2 separate regions of the Mus musculus genome follow, and region 2 is linked to region 1. Evidence: chromatin contacts called from public HiChIP or PLAC-seq data. All regions are on one chromosome and are shown on one strand. Each heading gives the region's core, a stretch centred on a gene start, on an enhancer-like site or on the middle of the called end of the contact. The rest is flanking DNA. Distances are from core to core; before and after follow the strand shown.

Evidence for each region. HiChIP or PLAC-seq counts read pairs in DNA pulled down with a chosen protein or histone mark.
Region 2: an H3K4me3 HiChIP or PLAC-seq map of embryonic stem cells shows a contact between it and region 1, with 5 times the contacts expected there. The contact joins two enhancer-like sites. A contact is called at or near these places in 8 of 484 Hi-C or Micro-C datasets (B cells, the CH12 cell line, embryonic stem cells and 2 more), 8 of 115 datasets of contacts at active chromatin or transcription factors (the HPC-7 cell line, bone marrow-derived macrophages, embryonic stem cells and 1 more) and 2 of 9 other capture datasets (adipose tissue and liver).

What each region holds. Positions count from the first base shown.
Region 1 is chr17:83,751,405-83,756,939 of GRCm38.p6, forward strand. It overlaps Mta3 (metastasis associated 3), which reads left to right. Exons shown (of 17, transcript NM_001379391.1): 5 at 2,450-2,513; 6 at 4,155-4,272. Among named protein-coding and RNA genes, the nearest start is that of Gm46597, 24 kb to the right of the region's middle. Within about 2 kb of position 2,122, at least 8 of the 459 cell types and tissues checked have an H3K27ac peak or open chromatin away from gene starts, as enhancers often do. A contact at or near this core is called in embryonic stem cells, where this site is marked.
Region 2 is chr17:83,863,400-83,868,934 of GRCm38.p6, forward strand. It overlaps Gm35125 (a long non-coding RNA gene), which reads right to left. Exons shown (of 3, transcript XR_877036.3): 3 at 1,139-2,455. Among named protein-coding and RNA genes, the nearest start is that of n-TIaat17, 4.2 kb to the left of the region's middle. Within about 2 kb of position 2,197, at least 14 of the 459 cell types and tissues checked have an H3K27ac peak or open chromatin away from gene starts, as enhancers often do. A contact at or near this core is called in embryonic stem cells, where this site is marked.

The DNA.
Region 1 (5,535 bases), core at 872-3,371:
GCGCTGCTGTTTGGTTTTGCTTTTGTTGATACTGGGCTCACATCACCCAGGCTAGCCTTGAACGCCCTAGGTAACCAAGGATGACTTTGAATTTGCAGTGCTCCTGCTTCTACTGCCCAAGTGATGGGTCTAGGCAGGCGCTACCCCTCTCCCATTTACCAAGCGCTAGAGATCAGACCCAGGGCTTCACGCCTAGAAGGCTCTTTTTCACCTTGGCTGTACCCTCTGCTTCCCAAATTGCCTTCTCTTAATTTTTATTAGTTAAAATTATCCTGTTTAAGTATTACAATAGAAAATAAGTATTTGAATAGAAATGTATAGAAGTATCTAAACTGTCTCTCTTCTTTGTCCCGTTCTACTTATAATCTAAAAACCTACAAAGTCACACTCTTGAATAAGCACTCTGAAATGTTAGGGATTATTAGCCTGCAACTTGTAGCTCTTAACAGTGGCTCTCAGTGAAGGATGGCCTCCCATAGAACATTAAATGGGCCCGGGAAGCTTTGCTTGTCACAATTGGATACTGATGTTATCTATGTTGCAGTTGCTGCTACCCATAATTCAGGCCCTGCAACAAAGACACGCCTATTCCCATGGCAGCCAGTGGTGCCAAGCCCAAGACACCTGATGGAGAATTAGCAGCTTTGTGTGTGTGTGTGTGTATATGTGTGTGTGTGAGTGTGTGATGTATAATATCTACATGTACTAGTGCAGTTTACCTGCTTAAGATCCTTCCTTTAGCTTTTTGTTTTTAAAAGAAATCACACACACACACAGTGAGCCTGGAACTCACTCGGGTGACTTTAAGCTTGTGATCCACTCTTAAGAGTCGCAAATGCTAGGATTACAAGTGTGGGCCATTATTCCTGCTACAAACAAATTTTAGGAAACTTAAAAAAAAAAAAAAGAAAAAGAAAAAGAAAAGAAACAGAACAAAACAAAACAGAAGGAAAAAAGGGGTCCTTCTCAACCCAGATCTTAGAAAACTTTCATTTAAAAATTTTAAATTGATTTATTATTGTTTTTTGTTTGTTTTGTTTTTGAGACAGATGTCACTCCAGGGAGCAAGCAGCTTCCTTTGCCTTCCTGAGTGCTGGGAACGAAGGTGTGCGGGGCCACGCCTGTTTTCGTGAATCTCCACACCTAAATTGGGCAGATCTACCGCTACACTCCCATCTTCCACATCTATGAGACCCCTTTGAACTTGCTGTTTCTCCAGACCATGTGCTTCTGCTCCTCTTTTCTTCTTCCTCCTCCTCCTCTGCGTCCTCTCCCTCTTCCATTTTCTCCTTCTCTCTCTCCACCTTCTGCTCCACCTTCCCTTTTATCTGCCCAACCATCAGCTCTCCTTTATTTTATAAATTTAGGTGGGAAGCAGGTTTACAGGAAAACACCTGAGTGCTGACTCAGTTCCCATTCACAACCACTCTCGGGAGAACGGAATTAACATCAAATTTAACTAGTCCCAGGGCTATCCACAGCACTCGGCCACCTAGAAAATTTGCTTTTGATCAGTGCTTTAGCATTTTAGTTGTGGTGTTGTATTTTGTTTTGTTTTGTTTGCTTTTAATTGGTGTTTTTCTTTGACTAGTACTTCACCCTAGCGATCTGAGAGAGAGGCCTTGTCTGGTGCGTGTTCTTGTAGTGTTTGGCTTTGCATGTTTGCATGGTTATTGTGGCTTAGAGTAAACTGTTCTTAAACCAATGGACAATAACTTTGAAAGTATTTGTCATCCGTCCTTCTACCTTTTATAATTGAAGTTTCTCAGCCTGACATGGTGGCACACACCTTTAATCTCAGCACTTGAGAAGCAGGTCTGCATCTGTGAATTCAAGGCAAGCCAGGGCTACATAGTACCTGCCTCTTACTTCTGAAGTCACCCTCAGGGCTCCACCCTAGGCCTCAATTCCAGGATGTGGGAACCTTACTTTGCCCCTTGCTCTGCAGGAGTCATTTAAAGCTGAATCAGCCTTTACAATAGTCCCAGGAGTGGTCAGTTGGTTACATCCTGAATGCACATTATTTCCAGGTTCCCATAAAGAGGTCTGACTGTTATTGTATGTGCTCTTTGTATAGGGATGACCGAAGACCCCTTTTGCGCGATTTCACCTCAATGCTTTTTTCATAGCCTGAGAGTCTCACTGTTAGCCTGAGGCTTTCACTGGGTTTCTTTCTTTTGTAGTGTATAATTAGGAAGCGCCTGTAAGGTGTCTTTTGTAATGATTTTCTGTCTAGTAACGTTGCCAGGACTGGCTGGCCTCTAAATGCCTGTCACCAGGCTTTATTGTACGGGTCACTGGAGACCAGGACTGTAAAGTTGATCTGAAGAGTCTCAGTATGTCCCTGGCTGTCATCGAGACTTTCATCTACACTCAGGATCTGAGTGTCCCTAGCTAGTATGTAACCACTGAGACTGTAACACCTGTCGTGTGTTCCTTTCTTTACCAGGGGGAAGTGCAGCGTGGCCCTGCTGAATGAGACAGAATCCGTGTTGTCATACCTTGACAAGGAGGTAATTTGCAGCCGTCTCCGCTTTTGTTTTCTCTCCGTTACTTCACACGAAGCCCACACTTTGGATGTCCTTTTGGGCCAGCGTGTTATTGTGCCTTCCTTGCAAGGCGACACCAACCAGAGTGCATTTCGGCAGTAGCATTGTCCAGGCTAAAGGCAGAGTCATCAAAAGCAGTGGCCTTTGCCACTTGCCAGTGAGAGGCTCAGGACAGAGATGTGGGTGTTTATCTCTGAGCCTCGTTCCTTCTCACTCTGGCCCTAGGTTTTGAGTAAATGGCTCACGCTCTAGGGGCTCTGCAGAATTCCTAAGAGTTTAGTGGCCTGGTCACTCTGCTTATTAACTCTTGGGCACTGGAGGCTTTTTTGGTTATGTTGTCTTTAAAAATTATTATTACTATATGTTTGTGTGTCTGCCCACATGCACATACATGGAATGGCTACAGGGCAGACATGGATGCTATTGTGTGCATAAGGAGGTCACAGGACACCTTGGTAGACTCACTTCTGTACAGCTACCTTTTTTTTTTATTTTAAGATTTATTTATTTATTTTATGTTTGAGTACACTGTAGCTGTGTTCAGACATACCAGGTCCCATTACAGATGGTTGTGAGTTACCATGTGGGTGCTAGGAATTGAACCCAAGACCCCTGGAAGAGCAGTCAGTGCTCTTAACTGCCGAGCCATCTCACCGGCCCCCATCTACCTTTTTATGTGGGTTGCGGGTCATTAGTCTTGGACTGCAAGCAACCTTTCCCCTCTGAGTAGTCTCACTGGCCTCACTGAGCGTTTACAGAACCAGTGGAGTCTTCAGTGTGAGGGCTGGTTGGTGGTAAACGCTGTAGTTAGTTGCAGCTGTGTCTATCCTTATAGTCACGCCTACACATTACAGCTGGGACGAGAATGACAGAATTATAATAACTTGTTGACGGAATTTGCATAGTGATATTAACAGACCTCATGGATGGGGCAGAGGGATGGCTCAGTGGTCATGAGCACTTGATCTTGTAAAGGACCTGGGCTCTGTTCTCAGCACCCACTTGGCAACTTACAGCCACCTGTAAGTCCAGTTCCAGAGGATCCCGTGCCTTTTCCTGTGGGTTCAGGATTGTGTGTAATACACAGACACACATGCAGGCAAAGACGGATACACATAAAGTAAAAATAAAAACCACACACATGTAAGCTTTACTCTTGTATATTTAGTCAATATATGTGGCTTTTGGTTTGCTCGCTTGCTTGCTTTTGAGACAGTCTCACTATGTATGTATGTTTGTATGAATGCATGCATGAGCTCACAGAGATCCTCCTGCCTCTGTCTTCTGAGTGCTGGGACTAAAGATGTAACCATCACACCCCAGCTTCATTTTGTTTTTGAAACAGAGTTTTGCTGTGTTGCTCAGACTGGCCTCAAAAGATCCTCCTGCCTCAGCCTTCCTTATAGCTTGGCAAAACTCTGTACTAGAGTAATTAATGGCTTTCTTTCATATTAAAACAAATTATAAAATTTTGTATTCTTCTTAAAGATTAACGTATTCACTAAAATGGACTCTTATATACTCAGAAGTTAAAGTTACATAATTCACTTTACAGAAGTAGACCGAGCTCATCTCACTTGGGTGGCTTTTGTCTTTGTTTTCCAGGATACCTTCTTCTACTCACTGGTATACGACCCTTCAGTGAAAACATTATTGGCTGACAAAGGTGAAATCAGAGTGGGCCCAAAGTACCAAGCTGACATTCCAGACATGCTACCAGAAGGTGAGTGTGCTCTGGGTTCAAGTCCTGGGAAACTGGTGTTCTACAACTGGAGGGTTTTTGGAACCTTCATGGAAGACAAACTATAAACGGACAGTTTAAAAGTCTGAGCCTTCCAATTTTAGAAGCATAGACAGCGTGAGAGAATAATCTACTCACCGTGACTCCTTCATGACTGCACGTTAGTCTGTGGGTTGTGTGTACACGCATATGTGTGTGAGTGGGTGTGTATATCTCTGTGTGTGGTGTGTTCATGTGTGTGTGTAGTGTGTGCATGCATGTGTGAGTGTGGGGGTGTGGTTCACACAGGTTTGTGTGTGAGTGTGGGGTGGGGTAGACCAGTGGTCAGCGTCCTGTAGGGTGTCTGTCACCTTGTGAGACAGGGTCTTCAGCTGGACTGGAGCTTGTTTCTTTTACTAGACTGTCTGGCCAGCGGGTGCCAGGGATCACCCCGTCCTCCTGCTCAGGGCTGCATTACAGTCATGCACTTCTGTGTCCAGCTTCTTCCTTCTGTGGGCATGAGAAGGAGACCCTTGTGTCTGGGCAGCAAGCTGTCACCCACTGTGGCAAGCTGTCACCACTGAGCATCTCGCAGGCTCTGCTGCTGCTTTTAAGTTTTAGATTGTTAGCACTGTGCCAGGCGTGACGGCACGGGCCTTTTTAGGTACCGAGGCAGGCAGATCTCTGTTAGCTTGAGGGTAGCTTGGTCTACCTAGTGAGTTCCAGGCCAGCCTAGCCAAGTCTACATAGACCCTGCCTCGAAAAACAACAGCCGCAATCACAACAAAATTTAAACTCCTTGTTAGCGTTGTTGCACTTTGAATTAATGTGTGATCCATATTCCTTCATATTCTCCCTCTCCTCCTCTGCATCCAATCCCCCCCCCCAGCTCCCCCCCCCCAGCTCCCCACCCCGAGGATCAGGGCCTGATGTAGACTTGGCAAGCACTCTGTCAGCTGAGCTATGTTCCCAGCCTTCTGTCTGGAGATCATAAGTACCTTCAGGCCACAAGCTCAGGGGCAATGGAGTCTAGTGAGCACAGGCCACAAGCTCAGGGGCAGTGGAGTCCAGTGAGCACAGGCCACAAGCTCAGGGGCAGTGGAGTCTAGTGAGCACAGGCCACAAGCTCAGGGGCAGTGGAGTCCAGTGAGCAATCCCATCTTGGTCAGGATTTGGCCGATCTGTATAGTTCATATAACTGAGACATTCACAGTTTAAAAATTTTAAAGACCTTTGATTAGACTTATCGTATACGTCTATGTGGAT
Region 2 (5,535 bases), core at 947-3,446, 110 kb after region 1:
AACGAGAAGTGAGAAATCATCAGATTTGCCAAGTGTAAGTTTCTGACCCTCAGTCCGTTACTCCCTGCTGTGTCGTGGATTTGAAATACCTCCTCAGAGCCAGGACTGCCAACTGATGGGTTTGGGGGAGTGACTGGATGAGGGGACTCAGATCTCTTAGTCAGTTGCTGGTTCTTACCTGAGCCATGGGGGGGGGGGGGGGGGGGACGGGACGGAGGTGTTGGAAGGTGAGAGGCAGCTGAGGAAGTGTGTTATTGGTGGTGTGTCCTTCTGGACTTTACCCTTTCCCCGTTTCCCAGCCACCATGAGCTGAGCACCGTCCTCTGCCACACACTCCCATCTTGCCATCTACAGAGGGCAGTGCAAACCAGCTAGCCAGTCAACAACCTTCGACTGTGAGCCATTTCCTTCCTTGGGCTGAGTTTTTCTCCGGTATTTGTCACAGTGACAGAAGGGGACTACGAGCAAGCACAAACCCCTGACAGATTCCTTTGTCCACTGTGTAGAAGGACTCCGGTGTAAAAGCTCAACTCTGATTTGCAAGCTCTGCTCCATAAAGACTTTCTTGAATGTTTTATTTATTTTCTATATATGGGTGGTCTATCTGCATGTATGCCTGCATGATAGAAGAGGACATTGGAGCTTATTAAAGATGGTTGTGAGCCATCATGTGGTTGCTGGGAATTGAACTCTAGACCTCTAGAAGAGCAGGCAATGCTCATAACTCCTGCTTTATTTTTTTTCCAGCCCACTTGCTTTATCTTTAAGGCAATCCATTCCATTTTTCTAACAACGTTTAGGACCAAAACATTGTGTGATTTTTTTTTCCCCAGGGGAGATAAAATTTGGTCTGCTACCCCTCTGGGCACTAACAGACCAAACAATCCCATCAAAGTCCAAAGTCCACTGGCAAACCAGTGGGTGTATCTGGGTTCCTTGTGGCACTGTTGTCTTAGTTAGGGTTTTACTGCTGTGAACAGACACCATGACCAAGGCAAGTCTTATAAAAAACAACATTTAATTGGGGCTGGCTTACAGGTTCAGAGGTTCAGTCCATTATCATCAAGGTGGGAGCATGGCAGTATCCAGGCAGGTATGGCACAGGCAAAGCTGAGAGTTCTATGTCTTCATCCAAAGGCTGCTAGTGGAAGACTGACTTTCAGGCAACTAGGGTGAGGCTATTAAGCCCACACCCACAGTGACACACCTATTCCAGCCAAGTCACACCTATTCGTACAAGGCCGCTCCCTGGCCCAAGAATATACAAACCATCACTACTGTGGATGGCTCAGAGGCAAACTAACTGTACAGTAGGGTCGTAGGCCCTTGTCCACTCTGCCACAGGGCAGAACTCAGAGAGTTTGACTGTGCTTACCCCATGCCAGGGCAGGTGCTGGGCTGTAGGGAGGCATCGCTCCAGGGTGGGAAAGCGCAGTCTGAGATGTGAGAAAGCTGGAGCTGGTTCAGGGGTCCCTGGGCCTGAGACAAGGCAGAGGTAGAGGGGTTCTCAGGCTCTTAGACATCCAGGCGCCCTGGGAGTTGCAGAAGAGAGGTGTCCAGCCCGTAGTGGAGGGTGGGTGAGGGAGGGGAGCTCCAACTTGTCCCATGGGGATGATTGTCCTTAGCCTGGCAGCAAGCTTGGTGGCAGTTGTGGCTGGGAGCCCAGAGAGGCCTTCTCCAGGAGACTAGGCTGTGGCTCTGTAGGCGAAGGCCTTCTTCATGGCACCCCACAACAGGCAGATCTTGATGAAAAGAGTCAGTCCATGGTTCTAAACAGTTTATTGTCATGGTGGAAAATGAGTGTGTAAACCGTACCCACTTCTCAGGGTGGGCCCGAGATTAAATGCCTTTTGCCAGAAGGGATGTCTGGGAAGGGAAAGCTCATTGGCTGAGCCCTCTGGGCCTCTAGGTACCTCATTAGAATGGAGAAGTCTGTTTGGGGCCTACATGACCGTAGGACATGTTTCTTTTATGTGAGAAGCATGGCACATGTTTCAAGTCAGGAGTCTAGCAGGGAGCTGGAGTCACCTGAATCTCAGACTCTAGACTTGCTTTATCTTCCCAAACTTTCTGGAGTGGTTTTACGTCCCACACCCACCTCAGCCTGACTGACAATGGGCTATTGCCCTGGGGCTCTCTGGGAAAGGGCAGGAAGTCAGTGAGTCCGGCCCCTCCCCTCAGCAATTGTGACTACGCTTGAGCAGTCGTACTCCTTGGGCTATGGACAGGGCCTTGGGAGGCTTATGCGTCCCAGAGGCTTCCCGAGACAGCTCAGTTTTGTTCATTTCTTGGGTCTTACATCCCTCCCGGAAGGGATGTTTCAATTCTGAGGAATATTTGCTCCACCACAAATATTCTTCTGAGATATGCATCTGCCCCTTCTGCTTACAGTTGGCATGGACAGTGGCTTCTCGAAGTACTTTCTGGTCAGATAGGGAGCAAAACTAGATGTAACCTAGAAATCCAAAGTAAAATATCTTTATCAAAGAAAAGAAGCAAAGGGCAATCAAAGCAAAGAAGAAGAGGAGGGGGGGGGAAGGGAAGTCGAAAGGGGAGGAGGAGGAAGAAGAAGAAGAGGAGGAGGAGAAGGAGGAAGAAGAAGAGGAAGAAGAGGAAGAGGAAGAAGAGGAAGGGGAAGAGGAGGAGGAGGAAGAAGAAACCCTTAACGGATTAGAATATATGTAGTCCGACTAATTTTACAGTGGTGATAGTAGGGATTCTTAGGGTTTTGTGAGCAATGAAATCAAGAGTGTGAAATGGTTCAGTAAGGTAAAGAATGCTTGGTACTCAAGTCTGGCAACCTGAGTCTGACCCTGAATTCAAGGCAGAAGGAGAAAACCCGGGCTCCCAAAAGTCATCTGAGCTCCATAGGAACACCGAGGCACATGCATGCCTCTCTCTCTCTCTCTCTCTCTCTCTCTCTCTCTCTCTCTCTCTCTCTCGCTCTCTCTCTCTCTCTCTCTCTCTCTCTCTCTCACACACACACACACACACACACACACCCCTATACATACATACATACATACATACATACATACATATTGAGTTTTGAGTGTGGTGGTCTGAATATACTTGGCCCATGGGAAGGGGCACTATTAGGAGGTGTGGCCTTGTTGGAGTAGGTGTGAGCTAGTTGGGGGAAGTTTGTCATTTTGAGGTCCTATGCTTAAGCTCCACCCAGGGCAGAAGAGACCCTCCTCCTGACTGCCCGCGAAGACAGTTTCCTGACGGCTGCCTTTGGATCAAGATGTAGAACACTCAGCTTTTTCTCCAGTATCATGTCTGCCTGGATGCTGACTGGAACACCAGGCTTTAGTTGGATAGGTGTTTCTTTGGGCCTTTGGAAAAGCCGCGCGTGGCGGCCACACGGTGGCACTGCGTCCCCGCCCCAGAAGTTTTTCCTTACAGTGGGGCTTAGGCCATTGATTGGGATTCCATCCTCAGCCTGCAGGGCTACCTGGGGCCCCTCTGTATCTTTAACATGGACTCAGACCATTTTTTCCCAGCATTCCCAAACACAGCACCAGGGAAAGCAGAGAGCTGCTCCCACACACTCTGTTAGCCAAGCATAGGCTTGGGTTAGGAGAACCAGATCAGAGCAGGAGAGTTCCCAAGTCCTGAGGACCCAATTAGATGAAAGTACAGACTGGATTTTCTCCCCGTGTCTCCACAGCTGACCACAGGCTGTCTTTGTGGGCCACAGGAGTGGTCCCCATGTATACACTCACTGTATACACATTGGGAAAATTGTTTTCAGATGTTTATATAGGAAAGTCCAAGGGCCTAGACTGGGATCAGCCTCATCAAAATCAATTTCACAGGAATAAAATTTCAGCCTTATTCACGGGTCAGACCATATCTACTTGTGATCTTTAGCTGCTTAATGGTTGCCCTGGCCTGCGATACGAAGTTAGACTAGAGAACTGGGTATGCAGCTTAGTGGTACAGCACTAACTGCTGTATGCAAAGTCACCGGGTTAATCCCTGGTACCGGAGGATAGGTATGTAGGTGTGTGTATATCTGAATGCAAAGGCCACAGCTTAGTTCTTCAGAACTTTCTAGAATAGACCTCCCCAGGGTATCCTTAGCCCCTTAGCATGGAAGAGGTTATCAAAGCACCCCGGAGAGCAGGTGATCGTGGGAAAGAGGGATGAGGGGTAAAGGGGGGGATTGGGAAGGGTGACGGAGGACAGGAGTCACTAAGGACACTGCCTTGACTTTATAGCTCTGTCTTCTTCTAGTCTCTGGACTGAGGACTGAGGCAGAGATTCCCCTGTGGACAATTTTTTTTTGCCCCTCCACAATACTGAATTTTCGTTCTATAGCTGGGTCTGGCGGCTCATGTCTATAATCTCAGTACTTGGGATGCTGAAGGCAAGAAGATTGTTGTGAGTTAGTTTAAAGCTACTCTAGGCTACACAGTGAGTTCCAGATAAGCCTAGGCTAAAGGATGAGACCCTGTTGCCAAAAAAAAAAAAAAAAAAAAGAAAAAAAAAAGCAAAGATAAATAAATAAATGAAATATTTCGAATTCACCAACTGGTCACGTAAGTCAATTTAAATGCCACTCTGTCAATGGCAAAAGAGGCACCTCGTTGGTGATGTTCTTGTATCAGTCAGGGCCAGAGCAGATGGCAGGCCTTTCTTTATCCTAGCTTGATGTCTGGCTAGGTGGCCAAAGCTGTCTAGGACTCATAAAAATCAAATCAAATCCAGGCAGCGCAGTGTGGGAGGAGGCAGACAGACAGAGACCTTCAGACTGCCGTGCCACCCACAGACCTGACCTCCAGTGTACAGAACAGGTGGGCCACAGGTACCCGCTTACCTCCACGCTACACACTAAGAATAGAGAATGCCACCCAGGGGCCAGCCTACAGCAGGAGCCACCGCAATGTGCAAGTCTGTGGTGGTCAGAGGGGAGAGAAAGAGAGCGGAGCAGCTTGAGCATTATGAAGAGATGGAACTGGAGACTGGTGGAGAGGAGGAGCCTGCTGTGAGTGGTCAGCCCTGCCACCTGGGGCCATGGTGAGGGCCTAGCCTGAGCTGTCACTGAGGACCACGTCTAGGTCCACAGCTATGCAGTGACAGGGGTCAGCATTGACATCTGTGGTTCATATGACCACTACAGAGCATCGGGATGTCCGGGCAGCCACTGGGAACTGCATGGATGTCTGGGGACGGTGCATAATCGGCCCCATTTCTCACGCTGGAGAACTGGCCCCATCTCTCATCTGCATCAGCACTTAGGAGAGCAGGCCCTGAGCCTTGCCCAGGCAGCACAGAGAAGCTGGTCCTGGTGGCAGGGGTGTAGGTGAACTGGCCCCCACAGCATACCTATGGGAGAGCTGCTGTGGGGTGGCATGGGCACAGAGATGCTGCCTCCACCCTACTCCCACAGGGTCATGAGCTCTGGAGAGCTAGCTCGGTCCCTCACCAGCTGCAACACTCGGGAGACTGGGTCCCGTTCCTTAATGGGACAGAACAGCAATGCTGACCTGGGGATCAAGTAGGTAGGTTTGCCAGCTCTGAGGGCAA